Linked DNA regions of Gossypium hirsutum: region 2 is linked to region 1. A link is a contact called in public Hi-C data. All regions are on one chromosome and are shown on one strand. Each heading gives the region's core, a stretch centred on a gene start, on an enhancer-like site or on the middle of the called end of the contact. The rest is flanking DNA. Distances are from core to core; before and after follow the strand shown. Region 1 holds the start of LOC107900949 (protein PRY1). Region 2 holds the start of LOC107900941 (rhodanese-like domain-containing protein 4, chloroplastic).

Evidence for each region. Hi-C and Micro-C count contacts between places; a contact is called where the count stands out from the background.
Region 2: a Hi-C map of leaf shows a contact between it and region 1, with 2.3 times the contacts expected there. The contact joins the promoter of LOC107900941 here to the promoter of LOC107900949 in region 1. A contact is called at or near these places in 2 of 34 Hi-C or Micro-C datasets (both in leaf).

What each region holds. Positions count from the first base shown.
Region 1 is chrD08:49,252,719-49,259,651 of Gossypium_hirsutum_v2.1, reverse strand. It overlaps LOC107900949 (protein PRY1), which reads right to left and starts at 4,285. Exons shown (of 1, transcript XM_016826753.2): 1 at 3,309-4,285. The coding sequence starts at 4,285. The coding sequence ends at 3,380. It overlaps LOC107900948 (protein TSS), which reads left to right. Exons shown (of 26, transcript XM_041098246.1): 24 at 1-1,769; 25 at 1,866-1,939; 26 at 3,427-3,562. The coding sequence ends at 1,556.
Region 2 is chrD08:49,608,667-49,616,023 of Gossypium_hirsutum_v2.1, reverse strand. LOC107900941 (rhodanese-like domain-containing protein 4, chloroplastic) reads right to left here and starts at 2,409. Exons shown (of 9, transcript XM_016826733.2): 1 at 1,561-2,409; 2 at 990-1,092; 3 at 815-895; 4 at 587-661; 5 at 413-487; 6 at 57-137. The coding sequence starts at 2,216.

The DNA.
Region 1 (6,933 bases), core at 3,036-5,535:
TTACACCTAATGATCACTATCCAAAAAATTCTACAGTCAGTCTTGGGAAATCTCCTTCGTACAAGGAAGTAGCATTGGCCCCTCCGGGTAGTATCTCCAAACTACATTTCAGGCTTGAAACTAGTTGTCCTGATAACCCAGACTTCACCATTGAAAAACATCGAGAGGAAATGAATGAAACAAAAGACGATACTGATCAGTTGACTACGGGAATGGAGAACATATTTGAAAAGAAGAGTGAGAACACTATACTGGATTCAACAGAGAGCTTGAAAGAGGAAATCTCGAAAGGGGAAATTGGTGTGGATGAAAAAAAGGAAGAAACTAGGCCAACTGCTGTGATGGAAGATAACTCTTGTTTGATGGTGTCCGAGAGACTGGAGGGACAAGAACTTGAGGCTGGAGGTAATGAGGTTCATGAAGTTGTACAGGATGGCATATTCGTAAATGGTGTACCTGATTCAATTGATTCTCCTAAAACGGAAATCTGTGAGAAGGATTTATCTACAAGTGTTTCAATTGATTCTCCTAAAAAGGAACTTTGTGAGAAGGATCTATCTAGAAGTTTTGAACTGCACAGTAATTCAAACTCCACATTACAAGGGGTAGAAGAATTGAAAGGCAAGCCCTTGGTCCTAAACTCTGGTAACGGTCAGGGGCTTGCCAATAAGAAGCTGTCTGCATCTGCCGCTCCTTTCAACCCATCAACATCGATTTCACGTGCTGCTCCACTCCCCATGAACATCTCCCTTCCTCCTCCTCCTAGACCTGTTCCAGCCATTGCACCTTGGGCAGTTAACATGCCTCTTCACTCTGCACCATCTACCATCTTACCAAATCCAATCTGCTCCTCTCCTCATCATCCATATCCCTCACCTCCTCCAACTCCAAACATGATGCAGTCTCTACCCTTTATGTATCCACCCTATGCTCAATCCCAACCTGTACCAACAATGACCTTTCCTGTAACTAGCACTCCTTTTCATCCCAGTCAATTCTCATGGCAGTGCAATGTGAACCCCAGTATGCCAGAGTTTATTCCTGGGACAGTTTGGCCTGGTCATCCAATGGAATTCTCTGTACCATCACCGACTATTGAGCCAATTGCTGATCAGATACTGGAGCCTGAAGTGCAAGGTGATGCAAATCCAAGTTCAGCTCCTATGCTCCCACTAGATATTGACACTGTTGGAGAAGCTAAGAAAGAAGTCAACCTTTCAGCACCTCTGGCAATAACTCGTGTTAAGGAAGAAGCTAGAGTTGGTTTGGAAAATATACAGGAAAATGTTTGCTTGAATGAAAACATGATTGACAATTCTGAGAACGGACTGAGCCAACGCAACAACCTGAACAAAAATACTGAAGGCGATGCTGAAAGGAAGAGTGATGGTGAGAAAACCTTCAGCATTCTAATAAGGGGTAGAAGAAACCGAAAACAGACGTTGAGAATGCCAATCAGTTTGCTAAGTCGACCATATGGTTCACAGTCTTTTAAAGTTATATACAACAGAGTCATCAGGGAGAGTGAATGTCCAAAATCTACTGGCTTTTGTTAGTGAAAGTTGTACTCCCAGTGCTACATAGCTGAAAGCTTTATTTCTTGGATAGCAGGATTGTCAGGAAAAGGGTAGAAGAAATAAACTTCGATCAACCCTACAAAAAGGCAAAGACATCTTTCTAGCTTCATGGTAACAAATGTAAATCCACGTTGGATTTGCAATCTTAAATTGAGGTTGGTTTTGTTTAACAGAGGCCTGCTGTAATGCCTTGTAAGCTCATCCTTCTCTCTTAAAATCATACACATGCAGAAGATTCTTCCGTTTCACTTTGAACAATCATATTAACAATCCTAAATTTTTCCGCAGATTCTGTACGTCTGAATTTCTACATGATTTTAGATGATAGTATGAACAAGGAAAGAAGTGGCTTTTCGAAGCAGGTATTGTAATTTCACAGTTTCTTTATGTCATCTTTTTGCTGCTTAGAAAGTTATTGAAGGAAATTATCCAACTGGGTTAAGAGAATGTTGAAAACTCTGACTGTTACGGTTTATTCTGAAGATTCAAGTGGTAACTAACTAACGGGGATTAAGTAGGGCGCTATTGAAGTGACAATTTTGGTGTATACTTCAGTTAGGAAATTTATTAGATCTTGGATCACAGAATGTTGTTAAGACTGATTTCACCTTTTTGATTTTTTTTTCATAGCAATTGACATTTCATAATCCATTTCTTTCAATTGTATGACATTATAATTTTGCCCCATTTATGTTTTCCTTTTTGGGTATTGTTATATTGTTCAAATTAACAAGATGGTCAGTTATAGAAATGATTTGCATCCCTTGGTGGACTTCCCCATAGGCGTCTATGGAGAGTGATCCATTTGCCATACCCGTTAATGTTGATTTAGGTATGTTGCATGCTAAAGCTTCTCTTTTTGACCTTATAAGGTGGTGTGGTGTTTGTGAATTTTAGTGTGTATAGCTTGATTTTCCCCCCATAATGTAAATAAGGTAGACAATTTGTTTGATGATTGGATTACTTGGCATGTATTTATATTTATATTATAGGCTTGAGTTTTCTTAAACAATACCTGCAATTTATAATTCTTTTTCAACTTTTAAAGATGTACTTAAACGTGCTTGAATCTCTATGATTTTTAGTTATTACAATACCAATAATACTAAGTTAAAGCTCAGTTGGTTTAAATTTGAAGCTCCTAATTATTACAATAACAATAATAGTAAGTTAATGTTCAATTGGTTTAAATTTGTATCTTCATTTTTTAACTAAGTATAATTGTAAACAATAATAAAGTGGAATATTAAAAAGGAAAGAGATTTAGTTATATTGGTGTAGTTTACATCATTTTATAATTTTTATATGATTAATATTTTAATAGTCCAGCGTTAAATTTATCAAGATAAATATAATTGTCATGTATGTAATTTTTTAAATCATTATGATATTTCTATTATATCGATCGAAAATATTGTTTATATTAATATATATTAAATGGTTGAATTTTTTTTACATAAAATGAATACTTAGAAAATTTTAATTTATATAAAACTTGAGATGCATGATTTACATGAATGAAGTATGGTATATGACGATCGAATTGTTAAAATAAATTTTATAAAAAATTATGAAAATGTGCAAAATGACTCAAATTAAGATGCCTTATCTTTTAAAAAGATATTGATTTGTGTTTTTAAAATGATATGAATTTAAAAAGAAAAACCTAGGAATAGGATAATGATTGTAGCAAAATTTGCACGTTATTAAACAAACAATAAACTATGGATAAAATATAAAATGAATAAATTAATTAGTGAAGCTTGAAAACATATATAGCGTGGGCTATATTCCTCGAATGTCTACTGATTGTGTGGAACAAATGGATTTTCATTCTTGTAATTTCCAGGAGGCTCATAGTTGCACATAACAAAAAGGCCACCGTTAGCACACCTAACTCGGGCACATCCTACTCTTATTGAATCCCTCCATACAATCTGTGTATAATGGCCGCAGAGTTTCCCCGGTTGGCAAGCAAAGGTTTTCTTATCATAATATTGCTCTTCACCCACCCACCTTTGGACAGCCTCTCGAGGTGTCCAGTGGTCGTTGTTCGCCACGAAGATGTTCTCGCCATAGGGCGCATTGGAGTGGACTATTCTGCAATCGTTGATGCGCTTATTGCCCCATGATCGAGCAAAGTCAGCCAACTTTTGATCCCAGGTGTATAATGGTTCATTCTCGTGAATTCGAGCAGCGTTGTGGGTGTCGAGGAATTGTTGCGCATCTGAATCAGGAGAACTGGGGGTTAGCGGCTTCGGTTGAAATGGTTGAGTGCTTTGATTTTGAGGTTGTTGGGTTGGGTTTTGAAGCTGTTGAGAGTTTGTATCTTGGTTTGTATTTGAAGGTTGCTGAGGGTTTGGGTTATCAGATGAATTCTGAGATTGTTGAGAGATTAGGATTTCAGATGGCTTTCGAATTGGTTGACGGCTTGAAAATTGGTATGTACCCTGAGGATCTTTAGAGGGATTCACTAGTAACTTGGGATGGATTTGGATTTCGATAGATTCGGATGGATTTGGATGGGGGAGAGGCTTGGGATTTAAAGGTTGGTTTCGAGCTGGATTTGGATTTGAAAACTGAGGCTGTTGAGAGACTGGATTTTCATGTGGAGGTATGTTGCGCAAATCTAGGAGAGTTAAAACAAGGGGAGAAAGTTGAAAGAAAAAGGTAAGGATGAAGAAGGGTGTGAAAATATGGGATCCCATTGAATTGTATTGTCTTCGTCTAAACCAGATTTGGTTTTGGTTTGGGGAGGGAGGGAGGACCCCAACACAAACACAAAAGAGATGTTAAGGAAGGATTGTATGATTCAACGGCATTTTAGGATTACCATCCATTTTTCTTTGCCTTTTCACAATATACTATTACTATTACTATTACTATTACTAGTATGGCTCCGCTCCGGGAGAATTTCCTATATATTTAAAACAAATCAAAAAGAAACCATTATCATAATTGAATTGTACTTTGACTACTTGCCCTAATGAAAATTACCAAATAAAGAAATGATTCAACCGTCATCCCATTAAGTTAATTTTCAAAAACAAAACTTGTACGGAAACACAAAAAGATGCTATCATCAACCAACGCTTCCGACCACATCAAAACTTTGATAAATGGAGTGAAGTTATAGCTCTGTCTCCTCTATATGATGATGAATAGCCATATGTCTATTAGTTTCATGCTAAAAGGAAAGCTTTAAGAGGAAAGAAAAGAAAATAATTATTAAAATGGTGTCCAACTTCTTACTTGTATAAGCCCAATCATAGTGATGTTCATCAATATGAACTGATGTAAAATAAGCAAAAAGGAAGCATCATCCTTTCGGTATTAGCTACCATTTTATCTCTTTTCTTTCATGGCCTTCCTCTTCGCCCATCATTGGGGTCTCCGTAATGATTAAATCATATAATTAACCCAGGTTATTTTATTATAGAAGCTAATAAAATATACATATAATCTTAATTCTATTGGTTAAATTACTTACCTTTCATGTAAAAAGTAAAATTAAGTAATCACTCCAAATTTATCGAAAAAATTTAAGTCTTTTTAAAATTTCAAAGTTTATCAAAAAAAGGTTATATTGTATTAATGAATGGTATGAACATAAGTACATTGACTAAAATATCTACCTCATAGCAACCTACCAACCATCCAATTTGTATTTGATTAGTACTATATGTAGAAAATATTGAAAATGAGAGCATAAAATTATAAATTTATTGACTGTCATCTTTTAAGAAGCAGATTATGCATACTATATACATATTATTTTCATAATTCTTATAACAGAGGACATCTAAATTTAAATTTTAACTTTTATGATTCCAAACCTAAGAGAATTACACTTCTAAAATATTAGAATTTACTGGAATTTGTTTGGAAAAAAAGGATATGGTAATGAATTTTATTTTTTAATTCATGAACCAAATTCAAAATATTTATAGATTAGTTATACTCATTGAGAACACCATTGACCAAATTGAATAACGACTAATCACATAAAGAAATGGACCAAAAATTTCAAGGAATATTAATGAACATATAGTAAAATCATACAATTTAGAGCCAAGGTGAGGATAAGTAACAGGAAAAGAGGAACTGGAGCAAGTTGAGGGAAAAACGAAAGTGGAAATGGAGACATGGAAATAATTAAACCGATGTTAAATTTAAAAGAACTATCTTGGTTGTCACTGCCGACCACAGTATTGAAACTCATTGATGAATGATTGATGCTGCAAATGAAAGATACTATCTAAGAGTAAACCAAGCTCACCTGAGATGTCATAGAAAAGATCGAAGCTCTTCTAGATGACAGAGTGAAGAGAAACCTATTAACCGGTTGGCTTAGTGGCTGTAGCCATTGGTAATGGCTCGAACAAGCTCAACTATCGTCAGTATGAAATCCTATTGAGCAGCATTGGTGGCTGCATTTTTCGAATAGGTTGTTGGTTAACTCCATGGCTCCTCGCATGACTATTTTGCTTCATTTCGTTCGTAAATCTTCACTAAAGTTACCCCGTTATAAAGCAATCCATTCGGTGGTCGAGATAAAACGTGAATGATGTCACAGAAGCGGTGTAATAAAATACAAAAATTAGGGGTACATAGCATAAGGGTAGTGTCATTTAAGCACCGAATATTCAAACAATGACTTAGTTCATCCTAAGAATTTCACCACACACAATTTCTTTCATGCTTTTAATTACACTAATAAATAATTATTGATTCTAACATCATTTATCTACAAATATCTATATTACTTATTTATCCTATGAAACAAAATCAAACACTTTTACATAATTACCTTTAGTCTATTATCCAATTTAACTAAGTAAACTAATTAAACTACCTTAAAACTAAACAAATTATCTCCAATCAATAAAAAAAATGTATGCTTGACAAAAATCAACACATAACTTATTATTCTCAACAAATATTCTCAGATTTAATGTCATCCAAGCATCATGCAATTCAAACAAAAAAAAGAATTTTTTTCGGTATATAACATAAATAAATAACAAATATGATAAATAAAATATAAACTAAAATCCATGTACTCCCTTCACAATTAGAACCTACATTGTCCTCAATGTAAAAAAATTAAAGTGCAAACAAGAAAGTTTCCCTGATAAAGGTGAATCCTTATTGTCGTACCGACATCGGGATCTTATGTGCTCCAAGTAGATAGAGAAGTACCTAACAGAAAACAAAACACTAAGACCACATAACATGGAACATAATACTATAAAAGTAAAATAACAAAAATAGAAGAAGAGGTGTTGACAATGGATAAAAGAACGCCGAAATAATGAGTTTTGGGAAAAAAACATGACACTTCAGTAATTGTCAT
Region 2 (7,357 bases), core at 1,160-3,659, 360 kb before region 1:
TGCAAGATAAAAATAGCATACAAATAATAACCAAGGTCTATATCAAGGTTGGATACCTTTACATCATCGACAAGTTCCTTAGGAGCCACCTTCGTGTTTAAGAATTCATCAACTTGTTTAAGTGTTTGCTTTCGGTTCTGTTATAAATAGCAGAGTAGAAAGTCAAACCATTATGTTTTGGCCTTACGGAACTAGAGACATAAGTTAAGTGACACATTCCATATTTGTTCATAACCATATCATTTTGTATGAGCTTAAGCATTTAGAACAAACAGTCACTGGATGAGTGTACTGTTGCCTATTGGACCATGCAATGGTCATTTATCTTTGCTCATCTTGCACTTACTTTCTACACAGGGCTTAGGCTTTTAGGACATTTGATTATCCAATTTAATATAAAGTGGAGACTTACCTCTGCATACAGGAATTTCTTGCTTACAAGCTGCACAATAGCAGCTGAGCCTAAAAGTTGAAGGATCGTTTCTATCTGCAGAAGATATGGCAAACCCACAATTTGAGTTGTTTCGAGGTGTGTGTGTATATATATAATCAGAGGTACTGTACTAAAAGGACTCAAAAACCTAACCTCTGAAAAAGCCAAAAGGCCTAACCCTGCAGCTGCAGCAATCCCCACAGTAACAGAAAGGCCATCTGATCCCTCCTGCAGATTATCACAACCATTTATCATATAGAAGAAAACTAATAAGAAAGGCTGAAGAACTTTCCAACAAAATCAATTCAAGATCTAGAAAAGTCTCTCTATGACATCAAAATCTTAAAAGTGAATAAGCAATTAGGAGATGAAGATAGGTACTCCGAAGGCCTCAGCGAATGCTTCTGTCAAATTGCTAAGGTCAAGACCTTTCTTTGGTTGTATCCAGGGAAGACCACTGTTCTGCAAAATTGAAACCATTCTCAAAAGGTGCAATTGCTAAATTTAGAAAAAATGGAGAAAGAAACAAAAAAAATTGATTTAGAACAGCACATACCACCCATCCCCGTGGTCCTTCAGCACCATCTTTGACTGCATAAGCAGCTTTGAATCCATTTGCAGTGACCAACTCCGCAACCAGTTCGGAATTCCCATCAAATCTGGCTTTCAACACAAATTTAAAGCAATATGAGAAGATGAATCAAATGAAAGTTCTAATTTCATCTTTCCTACAAACAAACTGCATATAGTTACAAATAAAATATTTGTCAGCCAATGCTTACATATGTTTAAAGGACACATTTCAACAGTTAAGAACGTATAGACTATCAATTTAGAAACCTTCAACCCTTGGAACAAAATGCAGTTAATTTATGGGTTAGGATCAATTAAGAAAGAGGCAATGGCCATATTCTATTGTGTAGCTTAAGGCCAATGAGCCTCCGTATAGGCATATACATTTCTACATTCTTCCTCCACAACCAACACACAAACCATTTAATCTCAGATACAGTGATACAATCATCAATAAGAGTGGATCCTTAACTAGAAACGAAGGTTTCATAGACAATGCTGGGAATTCACATATGAACAAATATATACAAGGCATAGGGTTTTCAGAAGCTTACTTGTCTATAATGAATAAGGTAGTATTTTCAGGTTCCTTGAATTTCAAAGACAGTTTTGTCAAGAACCCTGGTTTATCTTCACCATTGTAGGCAATTGACACCGGTTTCTTCCCAAATCCCTTAATGTCAGGGCTACCAACATCTCTAGACTCCTTGAGAGGCCTTATGTCCAGCAACTGAGCAGTGGCATCGTCACCTAGCTTGGCGTAAGCACTCCTTGCAGACTCAACTCCCCATGGCTTTGGATTCTTTAACAGACGAGACAAAATCAAAGGAACTGCTAAAGCAACGGTGCCACCAGCTATAACCGTGGGATTCTCAGTTACAAAACTGACAACGGTATCAAGGATCCCATTTGGGTCAAAATCAACAGACGAGGAGAATCCCGTAGTCTGCTGTAGGGCTTCCTCGTATGACAAGGCTTTAGCGAAACCATTGGGGAGAAGTGATGGCAGTAGCAGTAAACCCCCATGCAAGGTTCTTGAAAAACACTGGTGCAAAGCTGGTTGGGTCTTAATAAAAGCCGGGGAGTTGGGTAGTTTGAGTGGTGAAGCAATGGGGAGCAATGGTGCTTTTCTGGTCTCGGTTCTTGTCTCAGAAAGAACCGAGAGAGGTGTCAAACTTGGAGTTGCTGCATTGAGGGTCCTCATTTGCATAATTTTTATGCAAAGAGATGGGTGTCAAATGTATGATGGAAAGGCTTGAACCATCAACAATGGAGGATTTTTGTTGGAATTGATTGGATGACAACAAGGCTCAGAGGCCCTTAGCTTTGGAAGGTGCACTTTGAATGATGAAATGGTGGTGAGGTGGAACGAGATATGAGATCTCTGCCAGTCATTTCATGACACGTTGGAAGTGAGATGAGAGGCTTTTTGATCATGTCTTTAGGACTGTTCCTCATCTAAACTCATTTGTGTGGCTAATAATTGTCTGCACAAATTCAATAGTGCATCTAAAGTCTAAACTTTAGTACCTTCCTTTTTATACGGCAAAAACGTTATACTTAATTATCTTTAATTTACCTTGGTATTTTAGTTTGAAATTTTTTTATTGTAATATATGTTTTTTTTGTCTTTATGATAACTACATTTGACAAAAATTATATATATTTAGGTACATGAATGTAACAATATTAACTTTTTAGTTTTTAATTCGAGCTTTAAAATTGATTTTATAAAAATTCTTAGCTAATAATATTAGTAATTAACTTTCATCATATCAACCCTAAACCTAAATTAATTCACATTAATTAGATTGTATTTGACAAATTAAATGAAAATAAAATAAATTCACAATTAACACTACATTTATTCTATTAACAAAATCATAAAAAATTTAAACCTAATACTATTAGCGATTAACTTTCATTAAATAAATCCTAAAATCCAAATTATACACTAAAAAAGTTAGCATTGTAACCTTTGGGTGTAAAAAAATATAACATTTGTCAAATATATATATTAAATTAGACCAAAAAACAACACAGGTAGCACATTAAAAAAATTATCAAATTCAAGTACCAAATGATATATTAAACCTTAGAAAAAGAGATAAAGTCCTGATTTTGATAATTCTCTACTTAGTCTTTGAATTATTTTCGTTAATCCTCAAACTTAACAACTTTTTCAATTTTATTTATTTGACACATTTGATATTGTATCATCATATTATCACTTAAAAATTAGAATTTTATAAAATATTTAAATGATGATGTGATGTAATATTAGGGGCAATTTACCAAAAAAAGTCAATTTTTTTTAAATTTACTGAAATGGGCCCGGTATTTTATTATTTACCGGAATGGACCCCTTTCCCCTAAATCGCGTCCACGTCAACGCGAAGTCAGGGGATATGTCAGCAAATCGCGTCCACGTCAGCGCGCTATGCTGACATGGCAACAAAGCGCTGCTTTGAGAGCGCGATTTGTTGCCACGTCAGCAAAGCGCTCTGACGTGGTTGCGCTTTGATGAAGTGGCGCGTCCCTGGGGACGCGATTTAGACCGCTCGTGAACAGTGCAACGGTCAAAAATTTGACCGTTGCCCCACCCCCAACGGTAAAAAAAAACCTATAAATACCCCCACCCTTTTTTTTCACAAACAAATCTTCTCTCAAATTTCCTCTCAATTTCCTTCCAAATTTCTCTCAAATTCATATTTAATCTCAATTAGCTCTCAATTTCCTTTTAAATTTCTCTTAAATCCCTATTTTTAAATAATTTTAAATAATTTTGATTTTTTTAAACCGAAAAAAATCACTCTTAAATCCCCAATTTTTAAACCGAAAAAATTTGTACGATTTCAGTAATGGACGGAGGATTGACTCGTCTTGATAAGCACCACATATCCGTGGAACAAATGAAGATGGTAAGTGTTAAATTTAATTTTTAAATATTATTTAAGATTTTTTTATTTATGCATTTTTAGATAATTATTAATTTATTATTTGTTATAAAAGTCTGTAGATCGGGTATTGGAATGCAATATCTGGAATATGCATGCTCCTCCATCACCATTGGTAGAGAACTACCTATGGGAAGCGGGTTTTTGGCACGTGGCAACGGTAGGCCGGGGATGTAAGGTGGACCCGAAACTAATCAGTGCGTTGATCGAGAGGTGGAGACCCGAGACGCACATATTCCATCTTCCATGTGGAGAGTGCACTATCACTTTGGAAGACGTCAGCTTGCAATTGGGATTACCAGTGGACGGGTACCCAGTCACGGGGTCTGCCCAATCTAGCGATTGGCCAGCGGTGTGCTACGAGCTTCTGGGTGCTATTCCAGAGAAAATGAACGAAGGTAAGATCGAGATGGGCTGGTTGCAAGACACATTCCCGAATCCGGATGAAGATTCAACCGAAATAGAAAGAATCCGATATGCTTGGGCATACATTCTTCAGTTAATTGGAGGTTATCTGATGCCGGACTTATCACGGAGCCGCGTACATCTAAGATGGCTGCTGAAACACGTTGATTTTAGAACAACCGGTGAATTGAGTTGGGGGTATGCCGTCTTGGCCACATTATATAGGGAGATGTGTGGGGCGACGCGACCGAGGAGAGCAAAAATAAGAGGTTGTCTGTCACTACTGCAGTCATGGGCACGGTTTCGTTTTCTATTTCTACGTCCTCGAGTGGACCACCCATATACATTCCCACTCATAACAAGGTAAATTTTATATTAGATTTTACAATTATTATGTAGATATTTAAAAATAAAAGTATGCTAAAAGTTTATTTAATTAGGTGGAACCATCCGGCAAGTCATGCTCGATTACCTACCGAACTTGAAGATATACGACTTCTATTAGACCAACAGTCGGAAGCACATGTAAGTATTAAATAAAATTGATATTTCCATCATTCGCTAGTCGATTGGTAATTAGTATTTAGTATTTAATATTATGTATATAACTAATATTTCTATACTGTTCATATAGTTTCAATGGACACCATATGAGGATCCAGTAATTCGGGCAGTAATTTCGGATGAGTTCTTACAAAATCGAAATGCTTGGTACGTGAAAGTCGCGTTGATCAACTACGCGACCGTGGAGCCGCACCAGTCAGATAGAGTGCTACGACAGTTTGGATGTAGACAACTGATTCCCGTGGAACCTGAGGTGTTTGACGATCAACACAAAGTTGACCTTCGGCAATTGAATACGGATTGGCTGAGATACTGGTCCAAGTACATGGAAATGTGGGAAGATCGGTATGAATATGTACCTACTCGGGAACCAATCATCGTTCTGGAGTTAGCGTGCGTGCCGGAATACATGCCATAGTTTAGGATCCATGGCAAGCCGTATTTACTGACGCCAGAGGAGAGGCAGCGGCAAATATGTGTCCAAAGGGAAAGGCGCGAGCCTCTAAATCTAAGACGAGGAGACGACGATGCTGGCCTCTCAACGAGGCCCAGACATTCACTCGGCCCATCACCAGCGGCCATGCAATCACTAGGCCCAATGAGAGCACCAACACAGTCACCCGACCTAGCAGTTCAACCGATGATACCCACGCAACCACCTTTTCAGATGATGCCAGGTGCGTTTCCTAGCCCTTTTATGTATCCTAACCCTTATATGTATCCTTTTTCGAGTCCTATGGCAGGTTGGAGCCAATGGCCCGGTTCAGCTCCATTTCCTGTTACGCCGAGTGGACCACCGATGTATAGGCCAGCGGCGCACGAGGGATCGCAAGAGGGGCCGTCGGAGAGCTTTTCTTTTTACCAATCCCCACCATCGTATGGGTTTCAAACACCGTCACTGTTGGTGATGCAAACACCTCCACATTCACTATTCTTTCAAGGTGGATCATCGTCCCAACTCCGACAACAGATGCCCTACCGAAAGAACTAAAATCCCCGCCGTAGGAACCACAACTGCCACCGGAAGCTGGACAAATGAGGAATCCAGCGCGTAACTGTCGACGGCAGCCATGTGGCACTGAATCCGGCGGGCACGGAGATTGATTTTTGTATTTAAATTTATTTGTACAAATATTTTGAATATTTTGATATTATTTGATGTAATAAAATAGAAATTTTTTTGAGTTATTACTAAAAAACCCTAAACTAATTTATTAAAAATTTATAAATTTATAAATTATAATTAAATGCATAATTTAATTGACAAATCATAAACCCTTAAGCTAAAAACCCTAACCCTAATCCTAACACTTAACTTAAAAACCCTAACCCTTAAATTAAAAATGCTAACCCTTAATTTAAAAACCCCAAACCCTAAACCTAAAAACCCACTAACCCTTAACTTAAAACCCTCAAACCCTAAACCTAAAAACCACAAACCTTAAACTTAAAAACCCCAAACCTTAAACCTAAAAACCATAAACCCTAAACTAAAAACCCTAAACCTAAAAACCCTAACCCTTAACTTAAAAACCTCAAACCGTAAACCTAAAAACCATAACCCTTAACTTAAAAAACACAAACCCTAAACCTAAAAACCATAAACACTAAACTTAAAAACACTAAACCCTAAACTTTAAAACCCTAAACCCTAAAACCTTAACTTTAAAACCCTAACCCTTAAGTTAAATATAATTGATAATTCTACTAACCATTAATACAATTATCAGTTAATATTTTTACATTCACATAATGTTAGATTTGAAAAAATGTTTTGACTGGTACTAACAATTAATAATTTGATATAATTTGATAATTTTACTAACAATTAATACAATTATCAATAAATAATTGAAAAAATATAATTTATTTACAATTACATTCAATTATTCTGGTTAGGGCATGATCGACTTGTATGGCCTGGATTCCTACACCATCAGCACAACTTCTGTTGACTGGTTTTTTCTCGGATATCCATATTGTTACGTATTCTAGTCGAGCAAGGTCGACCCTTTGGTTTACGATGCAATTCTCTATCCGGTAACAGCTTAAAAGGAGCAAGAGATACGGGCGGTCACTTATGTTCATCTGGGACAGGTGGGAAAACGTGTCTCCAGACGCTATACATGTTTTCTAATTTGTACACTTCGTCCACATAGCTCATCGGATCTAGACAGAGATTCTGACAAGCTGCAATAACATGAGCGCATGGATAACGAAGTGCATCAAACATCCCACAGTCACAAGTCCTATTTCGCAAGTGTACACGATATTGCCCGCCAACAACATCTTGGTGCGGCCTATCAAACTCTGTCACGCGAAACCATAAATTGTCTCGATTGTGACACACTGTGTGCATGGTGTTTGCCCTTGCCTTGGCCTTGTTAATTTCTTGAACTATCTTACTGCACCATACATGGCCTCC